Linked DNA regions of Mus musculus: region 2 is linked to region 1. Evidence: chromatin contacts called from public ChIA-PET data. All regions are on one chromosome and are shown on one strand. Each heading gives the region's core, a stretch centred on a gene start, on an enhancer-like site or on the middle of the called end of the contact. The rest is flanking DNA. Distances are from core to core; before and after follow the strand shown. Region 1 overlaps Lipc (lipase, hepatic). Region 2 holds the start of Lipc (lipase, hepatic).

Evidence for each region. ChIA-PET counts read pairs in DNA pulled down with a chosen protein or histone mark.
Region 2: a contact with region 1 is called in an H3K27ac ChIA-PET map of liver, with 5 times the contacts expected there. The contact joins the promoter of Lipc here to the enhancer-like site in region 1. A contact is called at or near these places in 1 of 39 promoter capture datasets (macrophages), 3 of 15 datasets of contacts at CTCF or cohesin (the G1E-ER4 cell line, large pre-B cells and pro-B cells), 14 of 484 Hi-C or Micro-C datasets (the G1E-ER4 cell line, bone marrow, erythroblasts and 4 more), 12 of 115 datasets of contacts at active chromatin or transcription factors (the HPC-7 cell line, cardiomyocytes, differentiating embryonic stem cells and 8 more) and 3 of 9 other capture datasets (adipose tissue, liver and macrophages).

What each region holds. Positions count from the first base shown.
Region 1 is chr9:70,822,902-70,829,463 of GRCm38.p6, forward strand. Lipc (lipase, hepatic) reads right to left here. Exons shown (of 9, transcript NM_008280.2): 2 at 472-662. Among named protein-coding and RNA genes, the nearest start is that of Gm32017, 88 kb to the right of the region's middle. Within about 2 kb of position 5,175, at least 8 of the 459 cell types and tissues checked have an H3K27ac peak or open chromatin away from gene starts, as enhancers often do. A contact at or near this core is called in hepatocytes and liver, where this site is marked.
Region 2 is chr9:70,932,168-70,938,445 of GRCm38.p6, forward strand. It overlaps Lipc (lipase, hepatic), which reads right to left and starts at 2,641. Exons shown (of 9, transcript NM_008280.2): 1 at 2,309-2,641. The coding sequence starts at 2,393. All of the region lies in intron 2 of Gm32017 (a long non-coding RNA gene), which reads left to right.

The DNA.
Region 1 (6,562 bases), core at 3,925-6,424:
AGCTCTTCAAAGACTAATTTTCATGTAGATGACAGAAAATAAATCCCAACTCCTCAGCTGTAGGAGAGAGGCTCCACTGAAAAAACACCTGTCGTATAAACCCAGGGCCCGAGCTTGATCCTTAGAACCCACATACAAATTTTTGATGTGGTGCTGGAGAGATGGGTCAAGGTTAAGAGTATGCACTCCTTTTGCAGAGGTCCTGAGTTCTGTTCCCAGCACCCATGCTTGGCAGCACACCATTACCTGTAACTCCAGATCCAGGGACCTGTCACCCTCTTCTGGCCTTGGTAGGCACCTGCACTCTCACGCACATACATACACAGACACACAATATTTCCACTATCACTGGGAGGTGCTTTACCAACACCACGTGTAGGGTTATCATTGGCGTTATTAAAATCCAACGCACTAGGGAAAAAGACAGCTACCAGGAACACACAGAGAATACAGCACGCCAGCACTTCCTACCGACCACCCGTGGATGATCATGATAAGCGGCTGAGAGCTGTTGAAGCCACACTCCTGCAGTGTTTCCGGGTGCTGAGGTCTGAGACGACAGCCCAGGCGATCGTTTTCATCTTGGAAGAGCAGGAATCTGGTCTCTGGCTTCTTTAATGGCTTGCTAGCTTCAGTAGCTCCAAGGCTTCTCCCAAAGGGCTCTGGAATAGAGAGTCAGGATTATCTGTTATGCCTGGCATGTGTTCCGTCAACGCAGGCCCTAGGACCACTCACAGACCCTAGGACCACTCACAGGTGGTTCTGAGCTCCAGCTGGTGGTTACTGGACAATACTGGGAACCAGCATGAACTCCATCTTTGAGGAACTCAAAGATACTCACTGTGGGGTATGCATGTGGCAGCGGGGGGGGGGGGACTTGGGAATACCCCACACAAGTAAGGGACCTGACCCTCCATCTAGGAAACATCTAGCAATGTACTAGGCCTGACTCCAAGGCTTGAAGAATGTAGGTAAGGCCATTGGGAATGAGGTTTGCAGATAGGGAGCCTTACCCTAGATCACAATTCTGGGAAGAGGCAAAGTCAGGATTTGAACCTAGGTCTGTCTCCAGGGCTGGGGAGACAGCAGACAGCAGAGAGTGTGGGCCACTACATGCCACCTTTCCAGGCTCACTCTGTTCATTCTCACTGTAGACATAGTATGTAGCACAAACCCTGAAGGGGCTCTCTGTGGAGGAGCATGGTGAGTGGTAATGGATTGTCCTGGAGTGCTATGTCTGGCCTGGAAGGGTGACTGGGGCTGTGCGTGTTTGGGATGGGGAGTGGTATCTTCCAGCTGAGGGAAGAGCATAAAGAATAGCTCAGAAGCATGAGAGCTCATGACCAGAAGACACAGAGAGAAGCTGGCAGGGTAGAGCATGAATGCCAAAGACCTTGGACTTTATCTCCTGGGTGTGTTGTGAAACTGAACTCAGATTCAGCCCTGGCATTCAGTACTTTTCATCTATGCATCTTGTCTTTCTATGAAAATTTACTCTCACTGGCCTCCCAGGGCCGGTTCCTTCTTGTGTATATTGATTCTGGATTCAGCCCTGAGAATGTGTTCTAGCCCAGGTGCCCAGGACCCGCCAGCTATGCAGGAGAAGAAGAAAAACCATTTCCAGATAGAGCTCACGGAGAACCAAGCCGACCACTCTCCACTTCTGCCCTCGGATCCCTTTCCTGTGTGTGTGCTGACAGTGTTACAGGCATGTGTCTGGTCATTCCTTCCTCTTCTTAATTAATGCACACTGGCCACCTTCGATGCTCCAGGCCTGGCTCTGTCTGAACTAGAGGCGGGTGGGAAAGCAGGCTTTGCATGTGGCTGCACGAGGGCTGCAGACAGGATGCCAAGAAGAGGGCTGGGGAGGGGCCCGGAGGAGAGGCTATAGTGGAGCCTAAGTTAAAGAGTTTCCAAACTCCTGATAATGAGAAATGGTGGAAGAAACGAGATTCTGATGCCTAAAATAGTGAGATTCGGTGGAAGAGTACAAGTTGGAGGGGTGGTGTAGAGAGGGGCTTAGTACTACTTAGTACTATAACTAAGGAGTTAGACACGGGATCCAGAGGAGGGCATGCATGATACAGAGAAAAAACTTGACTTGAACTCACACACACACACACACACACACACACACACACACACACACACACACACACAAATCATAGCTGAAGAGACTGTGCAGACACAATAACAGGTTAAGAATTTATTATTATATTTGATTTATTTGTGTGTGTATGTATATGTATGTGGATATGCATGAGTAGAGGTCAGAGGACAACTTTTGGGAGTTGGTTCTCCTCTTCCACCATGTGGGTCCCAAGAAGTGCCTTCACCCACTGAACTCTCTCACAGGCCTCCAGACAGATTCTTAACAAAAACATCACAAAACACACATTGTGAGGCACTATCAGGCTGCTGGGAGAGGCCTCAGGCCATGCTCCAAGTAACATTTGAACATTCCCTTTCAGTCTCCCCCCTCCCAGAGATATTTGTCCCACAGATTAAAAAGGGGGGGTATTTTAATTTGTATTTATGTGTATGCATGTGCATCTGTCTATGGGTATGTGTATATAAGCAAGTGTCCACAGGGCCCTCTGGGTATTCAGGTCCCCGGAGCTTGAGTTACAGGCATTTGTGAGGCACCAACATGGGTTTTGGGGAACTGAATTCAAGTCCTTTGCAAGAGGACTGTGTGCTCTTAAGCATCAAGCCTTCTCTCTCCAGTCTCTTTGGCCTTTTTCCTGGGACCAGACACGAATGGCCTTATATTCTTTTCCATCTGCCTGAATAGTTTTTCATAGCAATAGAAAAATTTCACAAACATGATTTTAAAAGGTGACATAATTTATCTGTTTTATTTATGTTTAGTTTGTTGCCAGATTTTTTTTTTAATTTAGAACAGTTCTCTGATGGCCATCTTACTACTTAAATCTTTGCCAAAATCTATGCGATCTCTGATACATACTCCTAAGAGCAGATCTTGTAAGATCTCGGGAACCAGACCATTTACATCTCTGTATCAGTTCCTACACATCCACTTTGCTTTGTGCATATTTGTTTCCCCAGGACTAGGGATTGAACCTGGGCCTCGTACATGTTGACAAGCACTCTGCTGCTGAGGCCCATCCACAGCCCATGTTCTCAGCATTTTTTTCGTGTGTGTGTGTGTGTGTGTGTGTGTGTGTGTGTGTACATGAAGTCAGAAGAGGCCATTGGATTCCATGGAGCTTGAGTTACACACAGGTGGTTGTGAGTAGCCTGTTAGAGGTGCTGGGAACCTGCAAGAGCAGCAAATGCTCTTGATCATTAAGGCATCTCTTTAGCCTCTCGTGTCTTCTCAAGAGACCAAGACTCCTGTGGTATGAAGCAAGAAGCTACTGTGGTTTTGAGAGAGGCAATATTGGCCAAGGTAAACAGTCAGTTACTTCAGGAGAATCTATTCTTCTATCCTGGAAAATGAGGTGGTGGTCCTAGGGTTGCCTTCTGTATGGCAGTAAGTACCAAACACCTCCTCCTTTAGTCAGAAGGATTTCGGGTAGTATCCCTTGCAGTGATTTCTGCATTTCCAAGCCAGCTCCTGGTTAGAAGATCCTTAGGAATTCATACAAGAATGAATTTCATCTTCTTTCCTTGGGCAAAGACATCATCAGGTGGATGACTTCAGGCAACCGAGCTAGGCCATCTGGCCTTGGAGAAAGCCAGTTGAAGCTTTAGCTAGGCTTTGCTGCCTTCTGCCTACAGCGCCCGTGCAGGATGATTCTGCTCGGTGGAACGCACGTCAGGTGCTTGTCAGGTACCAGATAAAGTTAATGAAGCAAGTGCATGAGCTGAAGGCCTTGGGCGCTAATGTGCCCCTGCAGAGCTGTTTGCAAAACATCTCCACGAATTCATTATTTAATTGCGCTCTATAGTGTGTGTGTGTGTGTGTGTGTGTGTGCTTACCACACTCTTGCTCTGCAAACATGTACTGCTGAAAATATTCCCAGGCCTGGCAGGAGTCCCCCTGGAAAACCATAATTTCTCGATGTCCCTGAAAATTCTCCAACCACATCCTTTGCCCGGGATGGAACATTCCCACAACGTAAATGGAACTGCCACTCTGTGGCTGCTGGCATCAAGCAAATGACTTAGAGTTGGGCCACGTTGACACTGGAAATTCCTATATGGGGTTGACGTGGTAGCCCTAGTGTTTGCCTTGTAGGCCAAGTGCTTGCCTAGCCTAGCGTACCTAAAGTATTCAGTTCATTCCCAGCATTGCATAAACCCAATGTGGTGGCACAAATCTCTAATCCCAGCAATTAGAAGCCGGAAGCAGGATTAGGAGTTCAAGGTCATCCTTAGGTACATAGGGAGTTTGAGGCCAGCCTGGGCTACATGAGACCCCCTGTCTCAAAAAAAGAGGAAATGACTGAAGAGATGATTTAGAGGTTATGATTGCAGGCTGCAGCTGGGCATGGTGGTATGTGCCTTTAGTCCCAGCACTCAGAAGGCAGAGGCAAGTGGATCTCTGTGAGTTCAAGGCCAGCCTGGTCTAACAAAGAGAGTACGAGGACAGCCATGGCTACATAACCTTGTCTCAAAAACCAACAAAGAAAGATTGGAAACTGCTCTTGCAGAAGACCCGAATTGGGTTCCTAGCATCTACAACAGGTGACTTACAACCACCTATAAATAACTCCAACTTGAGGAGCTCTGATGCCTCTGGCCACCTCGGCAACTGTACTTGGATGCAACATACCTGCACAGAGGCACACATGTACACATAATTAAAAATAATAAAAATAAATCTTTAAAAAAGAACATAAATTGAGAACCCTATTCCTTGACTTCTTGTGCCTTTTTCCTATCTGGTCCTGTGGATAAAGGGGTTCATTAGGGGCCCTGCTCTGTTCAGAGCTTGTTGACACTCTGTGGGACACAGTGCTGGGGATTCTCAGAAGCCAATGCTCTGTAGTCAGATTGCTTGGTCTGAGTCCCAGCTTTGCTGCTAAGGTTCTGTGGCCTTAACCTTCCAGTCTCCCATACTAACAGAAGCACCCCAGTAGGATTAATGTAAGCCAGGGGTGCAAACACATTGCTTTCTAGGAATGTCCAACCTTTTGGCTTCTCTGGGCCACACTGGTTGAAAAAAAATCATCTTGGGCCATACGTGGGCGTCCAACCTATGACCTGTGGGTTTAGAGAGAGTGCATGTGTTGTTTATCTTTTTGGATACTGGGGCACGAAGTTCACGCAGGAGACCTTAGAATTCAGTTACCTAACCACAAAAATCCAGGCTACCCTCTCCCTACCACAAATCTCATAATGTTTTACAGTTTTGTGTTTGGTGGCATCCGTAGCTTTGTGGAGCTTCAGGTTGGACGCACCTGCTTGAAACTAAACAAAAGGAAAGATTTAAGTTTCCTCTTCCTTAGACCACTTGAGGTCCTGATCCTCTGTAGTGTCTAGGATTACACAGACGTGTGTGTGTGTGTGTGTGTGTGTGTGTGTGTGTGTGTTGTAGGCAGTGGTGGGGAATGAATCACAAGCCACTTAGTGAAAAGAGAGGCTGGGTTTAATCAGGGTCATTTATGTGGACTGACAAGGGGCTTGGCTGACTTTGGGGAGGGTAGAGGAGCGTCTAACCATTCCACTCGCCAAGCAGCTTACAGGAGACATAGAGAATGGCTTTGACTATTAACAAGCCAGTTTCAGGAGTCCAGGTCTCAGGCGAGCTCTCTGGGAACTTTTTAGACAGAACTCCGGTGGGAATCCATGTACTGGGTGGAGGGTGATCTCCCTGTCAGCCACCCTTCCCGACTCTCCATGTTTCACATCGTAACCTCAGAACTGTGGTGGTGTTGGCTTTTGTTTGTTTTTTTAAGATTTTTAAATTTTATTTTGTGTGTATAAGTGTCTTAGCTGTGGGTATGTGTACCAATTGAGTGCAGTGCCTGAGGACGTCAGACAAGTGTAGGATGTAAAACCATGCCAGGAAGTGTGGTAAGGTAGAGCAGGTTGAGACCCAGAGACTGGGTGGGCACACACTGAGGTGGGCACACACTGAGGTGGGCACACACTGAGGCTTAGGTGAGTCCCAGCTCCCTGCCAGACTCCTGAGTTGGAACACATACCAGGCTTCTCACATTAAAGAAACATGTCCTATGGTCACATAGGCCCAAAATAGAGTTCCCCATGCTAATGAGGTAGCTAGAGGCCCAGAGGGCTTAACCAGTAAGCTTCCCTTCCCAGACATTCCTCTCTGCAAGACGAATTTAATCTCAGGTCCACTCTGAGAAGTGTGTATGGTGTGGTATGCCTTCATTTTGCATCATGTGCAGCCGATAAACAGTTTAGAACCATGGACTGTCTCTTTCATCAAGGTCTGCTGTGGGGATCATGGAGAAGCCATTGACTACAGAGCCTCAGCTTATTTTTCCTGTAGAAAGACTCTCTGTCCTCCCAGCCACAGCTACCACCAAGCCTGCCTCAACCAAGCTAAGAACAGTCACTGCTGGGGCAAGCGGGAGCTCCCTCCCTTTGTCCTTTTTCGCCCCAGGATAGACACTGTCCCCAACCT
Region 2 (6,278 bases), core at 1,391-3,890, 110 kb after region 1:
CTGTCTCTTCTTCCTCCTCCCTAGATAATTTACTCTCAGAAGGCTCTTCAGGCTTGGAAGACACAAGCACATTATCATCTCTGAAGCTGTGCTTCTGCCCAAGGAAGGCCTTGCTTTCTTATTCTCTGATGCCAGCTTGCAAGACCCCACACAAACGCACCCCCACCCCTCCCCAGGCTCGGTCTGCACAGGCAGCTGGGCACGAGCTCTTTCATGATCACTTTTCTCCAGTGGGACTCATGGCACGCCATGCTGTGGTGGAGAAACATGCGCACCCATAACTGATCGCCTTCATTACACTCAGCGGGCTGCCTCATACATTGGATTTGACACATATGTGGATCATTCCCATTCCCTTCTGCCCATAATATAAAAATATTTTCAGTAATGTTAATGAAAAAGTAGTAATTGTTTTCTCAACTCATTCTTCAGTTTTAAAGCAATGGACAGATTTAAAGGACAGTGTTTTTTGGTTTTTTTTTTTGGTTTTTTTTTGTTTTTTTTTTTTAAAGACTAACTTCCAACTTTAAGATAGTCAAATACAATAAAATTACTCTGGTGTGAACTCAAATTTTTACTTGCCAAGCAAATTCTTAAGCTTTACAGTTCACAATCTGTCTTATTCATAAATTTTTAAACACAAGCAAAAAAATCTTAGTGGACGGGTATCACATTGGAAAACAGAATTGAAGTAATGTGAACCCTGAACTTTCAGTTTTACACTTGCTTCCATCATGTTTATTTTTAGCTTCCTGTTTAAATGTGGGAATGGGTATTAAGTACCAGGAGGGCTGGAGACATGAAATGTGTCTGAGAGAGGAAGAAGGATTCTGAGCCACTACACGCTCACTCCCATGGGGAGCACACATCCGTTGTTTCTGAGCTCCAAGACTACGTAAGTAACATGTGCATGGGTGTGGGAGAGCATGTGCTGCACATGTGTGGTGGTCAGGGGATGGCCTCAGGGTTGGTCCTTGATTTTTTTACACCTTGCTTGGGACACAAAGACCAAACGAAGAAAGAGAACTTCAGACCAATCTTTATGAACATTGATGCAAAAATACTCAATAAAATTCTTGCCAACCAAATCCAAGAACACATCAAAATGATCATTCACCACGATCAAGTAGGCTTCATCCCAGGGATGCAGGGATGGTTCAATATACGGTAATCCATCAATGTAGTCCACTATATAAACAAACTCAAAGAAAAAAACCTCATGATCATTTCATTAGATGCTGAAAAAGCATTTGACAAATTTCAGCATCCTTTCATGTTAAAAGTCTTGGAAGAACAGCAATCACACTTAACCATTGAACCATCTTTCTAGTTCATCCTTGAGGAAAGAAAAGTTTAAGTCTCCGGTGGATATAGATGCTCAAGTCTGTGACCTCAGTGCTCCTCAGTGCTCAAGAGGATCTCAATGTCGACCCTAGCCTGGGTTACACAGACCCTGTCTCCAAATCCATCCATCCATCCATCCATCCACCCATCCATCCATCCATCCATCCATCCATCCATCCATCCATCCATCCATCAAAATTTTAAACATTCTAGGCCAGCAGATCTTCATGACAATGGGCACAGAAGCAAGGTTCCAAACCCCTGTCTAATTTGGTCAAGTTGTCCAGTCAATCCTACCATTTACTGATCTAACACGCCATTCAGCCAGGAACCTGGACCCCATCTGCCTGGCAGGGCATGGAAGTCTATCCTTGGCCATCACTGTAGTTTATAAAGCCATGGACTAAAAAGACTGATGGCGGCGGCTCCTTCAGCTCAGGAGAAAAGCTTTGCCAGAAAAATGTAAAGACTAGGAAACATGCGAATGACATCTCTGCTTTAGGCAGGACTAGAAACAGGACTCAGATTCCCTTCTCTTGGGAGAGAGCAAGGCGATTTCACAACCCCAATAGGACAGAGCGTTTGATGGCTCCCAGATGACAAATTAGAATTCAAATGAACTTTAAGGATGATCCCAAGTCTTTCAGGTCATTGTCTTTCAAGTCTTTCAGGTCATTGTCTGCTGAAAAAAAAACTTTTCCCATGGTGTCCATATGACACCTGTAAGAGGCCACACTGCCCGTTACAGGGGCTTTTTTTTTTCCCTGTCATCTACTCTCATCTACTCTTTTTGAAAATACGGTCCCTTTTACAAAGTGCTACACAGCTCTGGGTACCTTGGGAGCCACTCATAGAACCACTTCATGAGCTCTGAAGCAGATCCCATCCCAATGTCAATCTCTGCAACACAGTCAAGACCAAAAAAAAATTCACGGCCATTTCTAGAGAAAAGATAAACACTTACCTGTTCCCACGCCTTGTCCACAAGCACTTGATTGGATAAAGATGCAGAACACCAGGAAAATGGAGATTTGGAGGGGATTTCCCATGTCTCTGGCCTCACCTGGGGTCTGAGGTCTTCTTGCTAATGTCTAGAACTAAAGAGACCAGAGTGCTTCTTGGTGCTCAGCTGGGGAAGGCCCCCATTAATTATTAACCTTAAAACACGTTACCTAGAATTTAAACACTTTCTTTACCTTCTCCAGTCCAAATCTATCAATATCTAGATTGACCCACAGAAGCACTTTTTATCTCGATAAGTTTTGGAAATAAAACACCTCGCCAGGTCTTCTTTCCTCTTGAGCCAAGCTCATAGTTCAGAATCAATCAATTGAGAGTCAGTGTGCTGTGTTTGGACATTTGACCAAAGGTCAGCTGGGTGACCTCTGTATTATTGCCTGCTTTACCGCCCCCCCCCATAGTACTTGAATGGGAGGTAGTGTCGTGGTCCTGGTCTTTCTAGTCGCATGCCAATCCCAAAGAGAGATGAAAGCCCCCACCCCCAGGGACTCTGCTTCCTGTTGAGTTCAGCCATGTTTCTGGCACCTGTGGTGTAATTGTGATGGGGCAGCATGTCTTATAGCTGAAAGAGGAGCTGGAGCCTGGTGAGGTCAGGTTAAGAAGGAACTGGGTGAGAAGCAAAGACCAGAGTCTCGCTGAGGGCCCCGTTGAGAGATACCCCAGGATAAATGCACTCACTGGGTTAATTAATGTCCAGCCAAGAGTAGAGGGCTGTGAAGCAAGGTCATTCAGCAAAAGCAGGCAAGAAAGGGTGTGATGTGCAGCTCTTGCAGAGTTCTTGGCTCTCTAGTGTGATTTAAATTTTGTTGTTGTTGTTGATTTAGTATGGACACACTGAACAAATAAATGCTGTGTGTTGAACACCACTGTGTACCAGGCGCTGTTGTTGGCTTTAAAGAATAGTTAAGTGAATAAAGTAGGCAAGCAGTCCAGTCCTTGTGGAGTTTACGTGCCGTGGGCAATGTGGGCATGAGAAGGATTATATGGTAGAAAGCAGAGATGCATGTTTGAGAACTATTTGGCTGGGAATATAGCTTAGTTGGTAGAGTGCTTGCCTAGCACGCATGAAACCCTGGGCTGGATCCCTAGTATAGTGGCTTTGGTGGCACATGCCTATAGCCCCAGCATTCAGGAGGAGGTGGGAGTGTCAGGAGTTCAAGGTCATTTCTGACTCCACAGTGAGTTCAAAGTCAGCCTGTGCTAGATGACACCCGGCAATAAAAAAATAAAGTACAAATAAAGAAATACCAGGGGTGATGGAGAAGGCAGTGGTTTAAACAGAGTGGTCAGAGTGAATCTTGCTTGGAAGTTGTACCTGAAACCAAGGCTTGAGGGGAGTGAAGGGGCCAGTCTGCGGGGAGAAAGACTTTCAGACAGTTAAGGCAAAGGTCCTGAGATTGGAACATGTTTGGTGTGTTCCAAGAACAGAAAGATGGCCCGTGAGCAGGGAGACTCCTCTGAAGGGGGTACAGAAAGGACTCAGACATATAGAACAAAGGAGCAAATAATTTGATCTGTGTTGTTTTGCATGTGAGCAAGGCTAAAGAGGAGAGCTGACTGAAGAGTGAGCCAGGGAGCTGTGACGATGGCTGGTGTGATGTAACCCTGGGCCTGGGTGGGGGCTGGGCTGTTGTTTAGAAGTGGGACTACTAGACTCCCTGGATTGCTGGGAGGGAGGAGGTGAGAGGGGAGTGAAGAATGACTGGAGGCTTTGGGGTTCAGCAAATAGATGAATGGGGTTACCATCCACGGAAGTGATGAGTGAAACAAGTCTGGCAGGGGGAATGAGGAGCAATTCAGGTTTTGCTCTGTGGCGGGCGTCTGAGTTGGCTCTTAGACACTCCAGTGGATGGTGGAAATAGTTAGCAGACAGACAAAGTGCCAACTGTTGTCTGCTAATGGCTGGCTTAAAAGCTCTCTGAGAGAGCTGGGGAGACAACACAGGGAGGAAACTGCTTGCGGTACAAGCACGAGGACCTGAGTTTGATCCCCTAAATCCACATTTTAAAAGAGCCAGGCACGAGCATGTTCTTGTAATCCCAGTGCCTGGGAGGCAGGGCCAGGCTGATCACTGGGACTTGTTGGGAAGCCAGCCTTGCATAATTAGAACGCAGTGGGTCCCGGTGAGAGACGCAAGATGGAGACTGATTGAGAAAGACAACGGATGCCAGCATTTGACGCCCACAAGCATGTATGCAGGCAGCTGTGAATGGTCTTGATCCCAACCCCAAACCTGTGTGCTCTGTGTCTGAGCTTCCTTTCTGAAACACAGGGGCCATCCTGGTTCCTGAAGACCTGGGTTCTGGATTTGGGGGTGTCTCCTTCCTGTTTTGCATGGTTAAGCAGGCTCCACTTCCACTTTTTTCACATTAAACATTTAAATCTTCAAACCCCTAAGACCATTTGGCCTTGGGTCCCTCTTCCATCACCCTGTTATCCTCTCTTCTGGATATTGCAGCAAGCACTCCCAACCCCTACCTCCTTCTGCAGGTAAACTTAGCAAATACAGTGAGCCTGCCTGTCTCCTGGCTCTGGTATCTGTGCAGAATGTTACATAACACCAGCCACATCTATCATCTCATCTCTAAGGTGGGGATAGCACAGCCTGAGATAATATTTTATGATACTCACTTACTTTCCCCTAACTTGTCCTTTCTCCCACATAGGAAGGATAAAGTAAAATCAGTCTATATAGAGTTTGTCTTCCTAAACCACAAGGTCCCAGGCTAGGGAACCACTAACTGACCAAGACCAGTAAAGGACTAAATTTCTTCTTTACATTTGAATTTTATACATAAATGATATACATATAATGTATGTATATGTATGTATTACATGTAATGCATTTAAATCAAATATACCCCCTTTCCTTTCCCTCCAATGTCCCCACAACCACCATTACTTCCTAACTACATGTGCTCTGTCTTAAAAGCTAAGTCTATTTATTGTTGTCCATAAACGCACAAATGTTAAACATCCCCCTGGAGCAAGAGGATCCCCAAAGAAAACTGATCCTCTCTCCTTCAGCAGCCATCAGCTGCCAGTAGCTCCACAGACATTACTGGCTGCCCCTATTGTTCTTGGTTAACCTCCAGAACTTGATGGTAAGAGTCTGTTAGTGATGGTACCACACCCTTGAGTCCTAGGACATGGAAAAACGGAGCTGGGCTAAAATGTTTTGAAGGGACACAAAGGGGTTTTCCACCCTCATCACTGGAAAGACAGCATCCAAACCTTAGAGGTGGTGGTGGGGGGGGGGGGAGACTTGCCTCTGGAATTGAGAGCAGAGGGGATGGTCCCTTGCTTTGTAGAAAGCCTGGGAGCGGGTAAGACCTAGATAGAAAATGCTCTGTGTGTGCCATCATGCAGAAGGGCGTTCCTGGCCTTGGGTTGGAGCCATGCTGAGCCTTCCAAGTCAATAGGTCAAGATGACAACAGGACAGACAGACAGACAGACAGACACTCAGTATCCATCTTGTGAGTAAATTATAGAGGACTAAGTACTTGCCCTTCAACTCATACCCAAGTACTGTGCCTGATCTAGAACTGTGGTACAACTGGGGTTGGACAGGAAGAATAGAGAGAAAGAACGCAGGGATGCCTGAAAACAAGCATTTGGAGCCATTGCTTCAGATGAGCTATAGACAGCAAAGGTGCTTGTGTATCAGCATATGTAGACTAAGAGTCACACCTCTATACAAGTCCATGACGAGTGTTAGAAATCCATACGTGGGGTGAGTGCCTTGTTCATAAAGGAGGTACAGTGAATCACAGTGACTTATTTTGGGCTCATCCCAGGAACAACGGAATGAACTTCTCCTGAGCTAGAGTAAGAGCTACAGCCAAGACGCTGACTCGGAGAGAGCTGCTTAGATGCACAGTCAGTTGATGAAACCAGCTGAGCCTCTGAGATC